Regions from separate parts of the Danio rerio genome. Here region 2 is linked to region 1. A link is a contact called in public Hi-C data. All regions are on one chromosome and are shown on one strand. The core of a region is the stretch at or near the end of the contact, and the rest is flanking DNA. Distances in the headings are between cores, read along the strand shown. Region 1 overlaps ano1a (anoctamin 1, calcium activated chloride channel a). Region 2 holds the start of ano1a (anoctamin 1, calcium activated chloride channel a).

Region 1 (6,427 bases), core at 2,133-4,632:
ATGAATAGATAAATAAAAATAACAATAAATTAGAAATCGTATTTGTCTAATGTTAAATTAAGCTAGACATCGATTTTTCGGATGAGACGTTAAACCGAGGTCCCGACTCTCTGTGGTCATTAAAAATCCCAGAATGTTCTTCGAAAAAGAGTAGGGGTTTAACCCCGGCATCCTGGCCAAATCTGCCCACTGGCCTCTGTCCATCATTGCCTTCTAACCATCCCCATATTCCAATTGGCTTCATCTCTGTCTCCTCTCCACCAATCAGCTGGTGTGTGGTGTGCGGTCTGGTGCAAAATGGCTGCCGTCACATCATCCAGGTGGATGCTGTACACTGGTGGTGGATGAGGAGATTCCCCACCATTGTGTAAAGCGCTTTGAGTGCCCAGAAAAGCGCTATATAAATGTAAGGAATTATTATTATTATTATTATTATTAGCCAAGAATTTAAATGAGCCTTTGTTATTATCTGCTTTTATACATACACAATCATTTTAATAATTTGTAATAATTCATCTAACATATCTTTTGTTTACATTGCACTAAAAGCCACGCACAGGTCTTACCGCTACAGCATGAGATCATTTCTACCGTGTGCGCCTAGAGGGCACGAGTGCGTTGGTCCGCTTGCGAGCCGTGCGCACATCGCTCCAAATATGTGCACATCTCCATTGGAAATAATGAACTTGCGTGCGGACAAGATGCTATATTAGTACGGCCTGCTGCTACAGTTAATCCAATGTGCGTCTTTATTAGCCTCGGTATAAACTCGGAACTTTAAACTAGCACAAAGTCAGCGTAACTTTAAGTTGCAGCAGTTTGTTTCATGCAACAGAAACGTGGTGTTGAAGTCTTTACGATTGATTAACCAAAATGAATAAAAGCACGGTTAATATTGAAATCGGCTAATCATTTCATCCATGTTAACGATGTCAGTTCACTGAACAAAAGGCCTTTTCTACAAACAAATCTAAATATTTTCAGGTGCTCACGCCACTCGCTTAATGTTGCTTGAATTACTCTCTGCACAGCCTTTAACTGCAGCTCATGCTGTATTGACCAGACGCACGTCACTTCATAACTACAGCGGTCGTTTTTCAACTGTACTAAATTTTTTTTTATGTCTTGGTCACACTATTTGGAGGGCCAGAACAAATTGCCTCAGGGGCTGGGTTTGGCCTGCGGGCTGCCAATTGAAAAGCCCTACTATAGAGACTTTCAATCAGCACAACAAAATATGAAGACAATCACCTACTTCACCTCTAAACCTTTAAATTCATTTTAAGCTGAATACTAGCATCTTGAAAAATAACTAGCAAATTATTATCTACTGTCATCATGGCAAATAAATTGGTTAGTAAAATAATATGCTTAAAAATCTAATATGATACCCCTTTTTGTACATTGTGTAATTCTAACTCTGTGGAGACATACAGTTGAAGTCAGAATTATTAGCCCCCCTGAATTATTAGCGCCCCTGTTTATTTTTTTTTCATCAATTTTTGTTTAATGGAGGGAAGATTGTTTTTGCACATTTCTAAGCATAATAGCTTTAAAAACTTATTTCTAATAACGGATTTATTTTATCTTTGCCATGATGACAGTAAATAATATTTTACTTCATATTTTTCAAGACACTTCTTTACAGCTTAAAGTGACATTTAAAGGGTTAACTAGGTTAATAAGGTTAACTAGGCAGGTTAGGGTAATTAGGCAAGTTAATGTATAACTATGGTTTGTTCTGTAGATTATTTAAAAAAAAATTGCTTAAAGGGGCTAATAATTTTGTCCCAAAAATGTTTTTAAAAAAAAAATAATAATAACCACTTTTAATCTAGCCGAAATAAAACAAATTAGACTTTCTCCAGAAGAAAAAATATTATCAGAAATACTGTGAAAATGTCCTTGCTCTGTTAAACATCATTTGGGAAATATATAAAAAAAAATAAACAAATAAAATCAAAAGGGGGCTAATAATTCTGACTTCAACTGTATATGCATGTTTTTTGAATGTCCACTTATCAGTACATTTTGGGATAAGGTATTTCAAACTATCTCAGAATTGTATGAGAGGTTTATTCCCAAACACCCTAATATCTGTTTATTAAATGATGATTACGATCTAAACCTAAACACTTCCCAACGCAGGATCATACTGCACTAACTGCAGCCAAGAAGGTTATATTTAAAATATGGCATGGACCCTCATTCCCAGCGAATAAAATGTGGCTTATTGAACTAAAAACTATTTCGCATTTAGAACGTTTTACTGCAAGAATTAACAGAGCTAAACCCTATACAATCAAAGCATGGACTGATTTTATTGAAAAAAACTTCTTATTTAATAACTAGTTAATTCTCACCCCCGAGTTTTTCTTTTTCTGTGTATTGTTATTCATTTATTATTTTATTGTCTTTATTTATTACTGTTATTATTATTTTTAATTTCTTTATGTATTTGCATTTAATGCAAACTCTGGCTTGTATATAGTTGTTGCTAGCTATGTATGCTGGCTTTGTTCTGCATTAAATAAATAATCATAAAAAAAAAATCTAATCTGACAAAAACCTTCCCTCCATTAAACTGCACTTGAGAAATAATTAAGTATTTATTATACTGATATTATTTAAATGAAATCTGTACTGACAAATCTGGCAAAATACTTTTCTTTAGCCACCAGGCTTCAGTGTCACATGATCCTTAAGGCAGTGGTCACCAAACTTGTTTCTGGAGGGCCGGTGTCCTGCAGATTTTAGGTCCAACCCTAATCAAACACGCCTAAACAAGCTAATCAAGGTCTTGCTAGGTATACTTGAAACATCCAGGCAGGTGTGTTCAGGCAAATTGGAGCTTAACCCAGCAGGGACACCGGCCCTCCAGGACCAAGATTGGTGACCCCTGCTTAAGGGATCATTCTAATAGGCTGATTTGCAGTGTATTTCTAAAGTTTAATGAGTATACCAAGATCATTTTCTTTTATAGCCTATTGGCTCTTTTGGTGTTTTGGATTATAACCAAAGACAGCTGCTTAAATTATAACCTGAGTGACAGGCAGTAATGAAGCCATAATTTAAAGTGTTATTATGGGCCAGATGGAATGAGGGTTCCTGCATTGACACGATAAATTGTTCTGTTTAGGCCAATGTTCCTCATTTATAGTGCAGAGAGTTGTTATTGTGGCATTCTTTCTCAAAAACGAGTCCTGCATCACCTGCTCAGGTGCTTTTATGTCACACTCTTCAGACTGAATGTCACATCGACCACTTGAGATATAATTAAACCGTATAGATGCACTCCAGAATGGGGAGACCTCGCTCTGTACAGGAGGCCTGCTGAGACTGTGGACTCGCCTGCAGCGAGATCCGAATAATCGGCAGGTCACCAAGGCAACAGGATCATTTCCCACTTCAGCCATCTGTGAGCCGCACTCCTGCAGGCTTACTCTCCAGTCCTAGCGCAGCCCTTCACCAATTATTCATTACGGCTATTTACAAGGACTGGAAAAGAGTAAAAGTTTCGCTTTTGGAGAGATCTGCCAATTTGGGGCTTTTGTTGTGTTTATTATTGTTAGGAATGATTCCATCTATATGCAAATTTACTATTAAACCCTGGTGTATTTTGTACAAAAGGCCTTTTCTACAAACAAATGCAAATATTTTCAGCTGCTCACGGCACTCACTTAATGTTGCTTGAATCACTAGTATTTACTAGTAAACCCTGGTGTCTTTTGTACAAAGATAAATTTCACAATCCTAGTTTTCTAGCAAATGGAAAATATAATGCTATATATATATATATATATATATATATATATATATATATATATATATATATATATATATATATATATATATATATATATATATATATATATATATATATATATATATAGTTGAAGTCAGAATTATTAGCCCCCCTTTGAATTTTTTTTTTTTTTTCATTTTTAAATATTTCCCAAATTATCTTTAACGCAGCCAATTTTTCAGAGTATGTCTGATAATATTCTTTCTTCTGGAGAAAGTCTTATTTGGTTTATTTCAGCTAGGATAAAAGCAGTTTTTAATTTTTTAAACACCATTTTAAGCACAAAATTATTAGCCCCTTTAATTTAACAAACCATCGTTATACAATAACTTTCCTAATCAGGCTTACCTTCCTAGTTAACTTAATTAACCTAGTTAAGCCTTTAAGGCCCTGTTTACACTAATGCGTTTTCTTTTTATAACGCATAAGTTTTGCTACGATTACGCCATCTGTCCACACTACGCCGGAGTTCTCGAGCGCCGAAAACGGAGCGTTTTGGAAACACTGGAGAGGCCGTTTTCATTCTAAAATGCTGCTGCTCCATTTCAGTGTCGATGAGAAAAAACGGAGACATCTGAAAACGGAGGCGGGACTGCTGAGATTCGCTACCTGATTGGGGCTTTTGTGTCATTGTGTATCCTTCCATTATTCGTCAAGTCCCTATCACAAGACTATAATACATGGCTTTAACGCTACTGGAAGACAGTACTGTAAACAACAACATGGGCACAGAAATGGGAGCGTTGTTTGCACTATTGTCTGTTTTAGGCGCAATTGTGCAATTGTTCATTTGTTACGTTTAGTAACAACTCGACCTCATCGTCTGTCCACAAAAATACCTCTTGCTTTCTTTGCCATTTGTTAAATGTTCAACTGGCGTTTGTTGACTAACAATAACCAAATGCCGAGCGAGACGCATGCTTTCTGTTTATACTAGAACGCGCATGCCCAGAGTGCGTGAATGGTCACATGATATACGTTTTTGGTGGCGTAGTGTGGACGGAGATATGTTCAGAGACGCTAGGTGAAAAGCTAGTGTGGACGCGGATCGTTTTTGATCTAAAGCGCCGTTTTAAAACTAAAACGCACTAGTGTAAACGGGGCCTAAATGTCACTTTAAGCTGTATAGAATTGTCTTGAAAAATATCTAGAAAAATATTATTTACTGTCATCATGGCAAAGATAAAATAAATAAGTTATTACAAATGAGTTATTAAAACTATTATGTTTAGAAATGTGTTGAAGAAATCTTCTTTCCATTAAACAGAAAATAGCTTAAAGGGGTTAATACTTTTGACCTTAAAATGGATTTTAAAAAATTAAGAACTGCTTTTATTCTAGCCTAAATAAAACAAATAAGACTTTCTGCTGAAGAAAGAATATTATCAGACATACACAGCATAATGTACTCTAAAATGCACCTGCAAAAAAGCATACTTTAGTTGTTAAAATATATTTAAAGAGCCCCTTTTATCGTTTTTAAAAAAAGACCTCCTATGCAGTGTGTTACACACCTGTGAGTGAATGAACACATCTAGCTAAGGTTTAAATCTGATTGCACTGCGTTTAAAACTATTGATTCTGTAAGAAAACAGTTAACTCCGAATCAAATGAATGATTCGTTTTGTGTTCGGATCTTTTGATTGAACACGTCAGCGTCGATACGCGACATAGCCAAATATGAAGATCTGAATCCAGTAAAACATGAACTCGCCTTTCCCTTCAGACACGAGCGGAGCGCGGGGGATCATGAGATTGATCATGACACGAAGATAACTATCACTGAGAGGCCTGGGGGAATAAAGGGTTAATAGTAAATTTTCACAACAATACCAGAGTATACCCTGTGCTGTGTTTGTTCCTTTAATTTTTCTGATGATTTATACAATAACACATGCAGCAACTCGGGATTTGCCGGTCGTTTGATGTTTAAGAAAGGATCAGCAAAGACTACTAATGTATTGGACTTTGTTAGTAACTGTTACACAGTTTTTATGGACCAGTTTCTTTCTCTTTCCCTTGAGTTTGCGATCCTCTGCTGTTTGTCATTGCTATGGCTGCCATCAGCTGTTCCTACACATGCGTGGCACCGTCGATTTTCAAAATAGTTAAACTTTTGCCATTTTGTGGGTTAATACTGAATGATGTCATTGTTATTTTTTTGGAGTTATGGTTAAAAATAGAGCAATATGCTGATGTTAAACTGCATTGCTTTAATGCACTCCTGCATTGGCCTCACACATATACTCTGAACTCTATACTCTATACTCGGGCTACTTCATAACCATAGTGAGCGTTTCTGTCCATCTCTCCCTGAAGGCTGATGACCAATCACAACAGACCGGGTCATCAGACCAATCAGCGCAGATTTTTCTTATGCTAGGGAGGAGTTTAGGAACAAATGATTCGATGAACGAATCAAATGGGAGGCGTTGGGATAATTAGGTAAAAATAAATGAATTTTATTAGGCAATGAAAGTGTTTTTTGGATCTTGCATGCACATTTGCCTGTTGATGGAGACCCCAATAACCAAAATATGACCTTTTATAATACATAATATGAAATCTTTTCAACCGACGTGTTGGGCTGGTTTATTTAAGCTTGAAGAAGCGAGTAAGCTA
Region 2 (6,632 bases), core at 1,905-4,404, 52 kb before region 1:
GCCCTTTTAGTCTTCAGAACAAACCATTGTTATAAAATAACTTGCCTAAATACCTTAACTTAACTAGTTAACTTGATTAACCTAGTTAAGCCTTTAAATGTCACTTTAAGCTGTATTGAAGTGTCTTAAAAATATCTAGTCAAATATTATTTACTGTCATCATGGCAAAGATAAAATAAATCAGTTATTAGAAATAAGTTACTAAAACTAATATGTTTAGAAATGTGTGGAAAAAAATCTTCTCTCCGTTAAACAGAAATTGGGGAAAAAATAAACGGGGGCTAATAATTTAGGGGGGCTAACAATTCTGACTTCAACTGTATTTATATATATATATATATATATACACGTGTCTGTGTGATGTACCTGTATGTAAAATTTGGCCCGCGACAACGTTTGTTTTTTTGCATCTGGCCCTCGGCCCAAAAAGTTTGGACACCCCTGCTGTAAGGCATCCCACACCCTCATTTACACTTTCATTTTCAGCTGTAATTACCAAATAGAGGTTTTATACAGATCAACACCTAGAAGCCAGTTCCAACTTGAAATATTTACAGTAAAATAATCAGTATAGGGAGAGCGAGGACAAAAGTAACACAGTAATTTTCTAAAAGCAACATTTGCTTTCCAGGCTATACAGTGCTCAACATTGAGTACTGCCCTTTTTAAAAATGAATATCTTTATGCATTTCTCAGTGAATATACGCAATGTAAATTGGTGCTTTTAAACAAAACAGATTTATTAAATCAGATATATTTATTAAAATAATATTTAAGTCGCCAAACATATTTAGAAATCAAAGGATAATACAATTAAATTCAAGCTAAAAATTGCAAAAACAATTTACAACCTACAAAATTTTAACAAAAATTTTCAATGTTTTTTTTATCTTCTCTTGATTTTTCCTTTTTTTAAAATGTGTATTTAATATTTATTATAACATAAATGTAGGTGTACTACTTTTTGGACCCTTATTCTAAAATATTTTGTAATTAGATCCGTCCAGATTTGGCTTCAATTACTGACTAATCTAATGTATATGCACAAATATAATATTGTATAGCTTCCTATCAAAAATATGAATTTAAAAGATTGATTTGTGAGGGGTGTACATATTTATGCTGAGCACTGTAACAGCTTATTTGGCATGCAACCCTTAATGGAACTGCCAAATATCACCTGATTTCGAGACCGTGTCCTGCAGTTAGCTCCGAATTTTAGTTAAATGCAAAAAGTAGCTACTGTATTGTTGCGGTTCTTTTTTCCTCATTACAAGTCGTGTTTCTCTTTGCATGCATCACACTAATGATCAATCTACATGTTATTTCAAGAGTTCAAACTTAGATGATAATCAATAAAGCGTATTTGGCATGCTGTCCCGGGAGAGAGCCCTGAGCTCGTAATATCCTCGAGCCCGGGGCTCCCTCCCGTAAGAAGGGCGAGAGGGGAGTTCGAGGCCAGGTAGGTCTCGAGAACACCCCTGCTTGTCACCGTGAGAAGTGTAAACTAAGGTTGTATTGGGTGATAATTTGTTTTAGTCGATTGGCTATGGTTTATGTTTTTGGACGGTGGGAGGAAACCGGGGAACCCGGGGGAAACCCACGCGAACACGAGGAGAACACGCAAACTCCGCTCAGAAACACCAACCAGCCCGAAAGGTTGGACCGGCGGTGTTCTTGCTGTGAGGCAACAGTGCTAGCCACTGGGCCACCGTGTCGCCCAATCAGAAAAAAGGGGGAGGATGTGGGGGTGGAAGGGGAGGAGCTTCGAGACGAAGATAACTGGAGTGAAAAACTCAGGTTATTTATAATGCTTCCGTAATCATCTAATAGGGGTGATTACAGAGCTAATAAGGAGCCAGCCGTGTTGATTATAAGCACGTGATCCTCTCGAAATTAGTTTATGAATAAACCGCACTTAGCGCAATAACACATCCTTAAGTTTGAAATGTCAGAATTTTTCAGTTTAAAAGTAAATTAGGTTTAATTGGCAAGAGTTCCTGTGGGGACAAAAGTAACACTGTTATTTATGTCCCACTGATAAAAGCCATGTCTTATTTTTCACTTCCACATCAGTGTTTTGATTCATGTTTTATAAAATTAATGCATATTACCAATAATAATAAAAATATTCAAAAAAATAATAATAATAATTCACATTTTGCATTGGTGGATTGCTTTTAAAACATTTGATGGAGGTGAAATTTTAAATGAAAATGCTGTTTAATTTTTTTTTTTTTAAATAAAAGACAAAACATGTTTGCAGTGGACATTGACAAGGTCATAGTCACATATATTTAAAATGAACAAGATTGACCCAGTAAATGTAAATTATGTAAAAATTTAAAAATGTAAACAGTAAATTAAAACTTGTCCCGCAGGTGGGGTAGATAGTAACATTTACTCCTGGCACTTTTGACAATACTGCAAAGAAAACATGTAGGTTCAGCGATCACACTTTCAGTGCTCATTTGTAGGAGAGGCTTGTGTGTTGTTGGTAATAAAAAATATGGTTTGTCTAACCCCTAATTTGTTCATTATTTAGCCAAAACCAAAAAGTGTTACTTTGTGCCCCTATCTCCCCTATATAACACAAAAAAATAAGAGATAAGTTTACTAGTTTCAATAACCTCAGGTAGACCCATAGCTGTAATCCCACTCCATCATTTAAATTTTCATTACTTTCAGTTTACCAAATTGAGGTTTTTGTCGACCCAAGAAGAGCCCTAACTAAAAATATTTACTGTTAAACGACCAGTAACTGCCATTTTAGGACGTGAAAATCTGCATTTTTTTAATCCTTTGATGTTTCTAGGTTTTCATTGACCGTGGAAGACCTTATTGTGTCGCAATCTGGTCGCAGTTCACGTGCAAATCAAGCATCCTGACTTAGATAAACATTACATTTTTTGTCAATTATATTTAAAACAGTGCGTGCATGTTTCGTGTGTTTACCATTCATCTTTGTGCATGCTAACCTCAGAGAAAACATTTACCTAACAATTTAAACTGTAAATATATATTTTAGCCGGCTCCCTGCCCACATTCCTGACCTGGTTTCATAGTAAGGGTAACACCTATGCACATACGTCATATCAGTGATGTGCACGCGGTATTCACAAAACGCGCATATAAGTTGCGTTTGCGGCGAATCTGCACTCAAAATATGGTAATTTATTGTTAAGGCGTCGCTGTTTGCGAGTTACGAGACGGAAAGATATTTACATGTTCCTGAAAGGTAAACAAGAGTGCCGGAGCAGGTGAGCCGGAGACAGGAGCTGAAGAGCTGGAGTGATTTCTTTTCTGAGCACAAGTAAGATTCAGCATTTTTATACTTTTTCGCGTTAGGAAGTGAAACTGGCTAGTTTAAGGTTTTAATTGTGGGTGACTTGAAAATGTTACCATATTGTTGTTCTTCGGGAAAGTTTAGACTAGCCTTCTTGATTGCCTATTCAGTGTTGCCGGGTGTGAATGTCAGCTGATCTTTGTTATCAGTCGCTTAGGCGTCGGTGTTCTGGTGGAAACTTTCTAGAAAGAAACCCAAGTTGTTAACGCGCACAATTTAGCTGTATTTTCTATTTTTCAATTTTACACAAATTAAAAGGGATAATACAAATTGCATGTTTTATTATTTGATTAATTCATTATTATCATTATTAATACAATGAATAATAATAATAATAATAATAATAATAATAATAATAATAATATAGAGTTGTGCTGAAAAGTTTGTATGCTTCTTGCTGCAAAAAAATAGTTATTTGTTTATTTATTGTACCAATATATGAGGGATAATACAAATTGCATGTTTTTTTTACATTAATTTAATAATAATTACATAAAGTTGTGCCAAAAAGTGTGCATGCTTCTTGCTACAAAATATTATTTATTTATTTATTTATTTTACTAAAATATATTAATTTATTTATTTATTTATTTATTACAAATAATAACAATAATAATATACAGTTGAACTGAAAAGTTTGCATGCTTCTTACTGCAAAATTATTTATTTATTTATTTATTCAAAATATGAATTTATTTATTTATAATATTTATGTATTTACCCAAATGAGAGGAATAATACAAAATGCATGTTTTATTTAATAATAATAATAATATACAGTTGTGCCTAAAAGTTTGCATGCTTGCTGCAAAAAATATATTTATTTATTTATTTAAAATACGTATTTATTTATTTACCAAAATATGAGGGATAATACAAAATGCACGTTTTATTTAATAATAATAATAATAATAATTGTGCAACAATAACAGCTGTTTTTTTTTTTTTTTTTTTTTTTAATTTAATGAATCCCTTATTTGTCCTGTACAGGTAAACTGCTTACTCTTCTTCAGAAAAATCTATCAGGTCCCACAGATTCTTTCATGTTTTTTTCCGTAATTTTTGTGTAGTTGAGCACTTTTCAAAAAATTTTATAATTTTAAGGTCTTTTTTTTTACACTGAGATTGAGGTAAGGCTGGTTTTATATTTGCATATTTAGACCATTTCCTTAATGATATCATCTTATTAAGGTATTCTTTTCTAATTCTAAATAGTGAAAATCATATTAGCAGGCAACGACAATCAAAGTACAAAATTGTTCAGTCACTTAAATAGTGCTCATGTTGTTTTGAAGTCATAGCTACTTGCATGTGATTTCTATACTCAAAGTAGCATGTCACTAGCTGTCACTTAAAAAAAAATGAATATGTAACTATAAAAATCAACTTCACCTTAATCACACTGTGGACTTGTATGAAGGTTCAAATACTTACAATCTGTCAAATTCGTTGTGACTGTTTTTTATTTCTGGAAGTGCCGTTATTAGCTTTGGGCAAGATATTCAACTTTAAAAAGAAACAGATTGTTTTCATTAAAATGTATCAATGTCACTTGAGCAGAGCAGTTGATGTACTTTCTGCTTGCAAATCTATAAGAGATGGATTTGTTTTGAAGGGGCACAGTTGTGACCAGTGCATAGTTCAGTTGTTTGCAACTGAAAACAATTGCAGTGCAATTCTAACTAATCTATTTCACACACAGGTCACTATTGTGTCTGAGTATGAATCCTAATTTAGCCGACATAATATCAAAGGAGGCATGAAGATTATGTTAGTGAGGTCAAAGGAGTAAAATGCAAATTCTTAATTTGCAAGAAAACAATTGTGATTTAAAGGGATAGTTTACCCAAAAGCAAAAAGTTTACTAACTCTTTACTCTCCCTCAAACGGTCCTAAATTTTATTCTCTTGAACACATATTCATTCATTCATTCATTCAGTCATTAATTCATTCAGTCATTCATTCATTCATTCATTTCCTTTATTATTATCCAGCATATGTTTTAAACAGCAGATGCCCTTCCAACTGCAACCCAACACTGGGAAACATCCATACACGCTCATTCACACACATACACCATGGTCAATTTTAGCATACCCACTTCACCAAGCACGTCTTTGCACTCTTGGGGGAAACCTGAGCACCCAGAGGAAAGCCACGCGAACACAGGGATAACATGCAAACTCCACACAGAAATGCCAACTGACCCAGCCGAGGCTCGAACCAGGGACCTTCTTGCTATGAGGCGACAGTGCTACCCACTGCGCCACCACGCTACTGTGAATACTGTTGTATATGTTGTCTTGTCAGTTTAGTGGCTAATTTGTACGAATTCGTATGAGTTTAGTCGTACGAAATTGTTCATTTAAAAAAAAGAGGCGTGGCACCTAACCCCGCCCCTAAACCCAACCTTTGTTGGGGATGTGCAAATCATACTAAAATGTACGAATTAGATTGTACAAATTCATACGGAATAGCTACTAAATCAAAAAGTTTCGAATTGGCATGAGATAGTGTCGGATTTTTCAGGTTTTTTATTTTTAATAAGTTTGCAACAATTTCAAAATATCGTATTTTTGTCATTATGGGGTATTATGTGTAGAATTTTGAGGAAATTAATGAATTCAATCCAGTTTGGCATAAGGCTGTAGCTAATATAAAAAATGAGGAAAAAGTGAAGCGCTATAAATACTTTTTGGATGCACTGTATATAAACAGGTGTGTATATATAAAAATGCCCCCAGTTCAACAACACACCGTTTACATAATTCAACCTTGATTTAAATATGCACAAACTCAATGCTGGGTTATAAATTATTTTTCAATCAAATCTAAATTTAAACGTTTTAACACAACGGTTAGGTTTATCCTAGGTTGACCAAACGTTGGACAAACCAGCATTTCGAGTATACCAGAGCTCAAAAACCTGCATTCAACTAGTGTTCCTCAGGAACTGCCCAAAAGCGCATCGGATGTGAGGAAGAGGAAGAGCTCGTGTGTATCGTAGTGATGTAGATGTGTGTATGTGTGTGCGTGTGTGGTTGGTGGGTGAGATAAAAACGCATTCGCTCAGATCCAGTCCACTGCTTCATGTATACTCTATACTCTACAAAAGCTCGCGGAGGGACATCCGTCTCTCTCCTCACTCACACACATACACACACACACACCGCGAACACGACACACAAGTTCCGCTGTACGGTCAACCTGGAAACTAGAAACACCGCACGTTTGCGCCAATGAAGGGTGAAGATGATGTAAATACTGCGAGGAAAGATGAGGAGGC

Evidence for each region. A called contact is a pair of places that touch in the nucleus more often than the background predicts.
Region 2: a Hi-C map of an unstated tissue shows a contact between it and region 1, with 1.6 times the contacts expected there. The contact joins the promoter of ano1a here to the enhancer-like site in region 1. A contact is called at or near these places in 2 of 18 Hi-C or Micro-C datasets (caudal fin and an unstated tissue).

The regions. Positions count from the first base shown.
Region 1 is chr7:69,340,561-69,346,987 of GRCz12tu, reverse strand. All of the region lies in intron 9 of ano1a (anoctamin 1, calcium activated chloride channel a), which reads left to right. Among named protein-coding and RNA genes, the nearest start is that of ano1a, 52 kb to the left of the region's middle. Within about 2 kb of position 3,382, at least 4 of the 62 cell types and tissues checked have an H3K27ac peak or open chromatin away from gene starts, as enhancers often do.
Region 2 is chr7:69,392,494-69,399,125 of GRCz12tu, reverse strand. ano1a (anoctamin 1, calcium activated chloride channel a) reads left to right here and starts at 3,154. Exons shown (of 25, transcript NM_001161590.1): 1 at 3,154-3,313.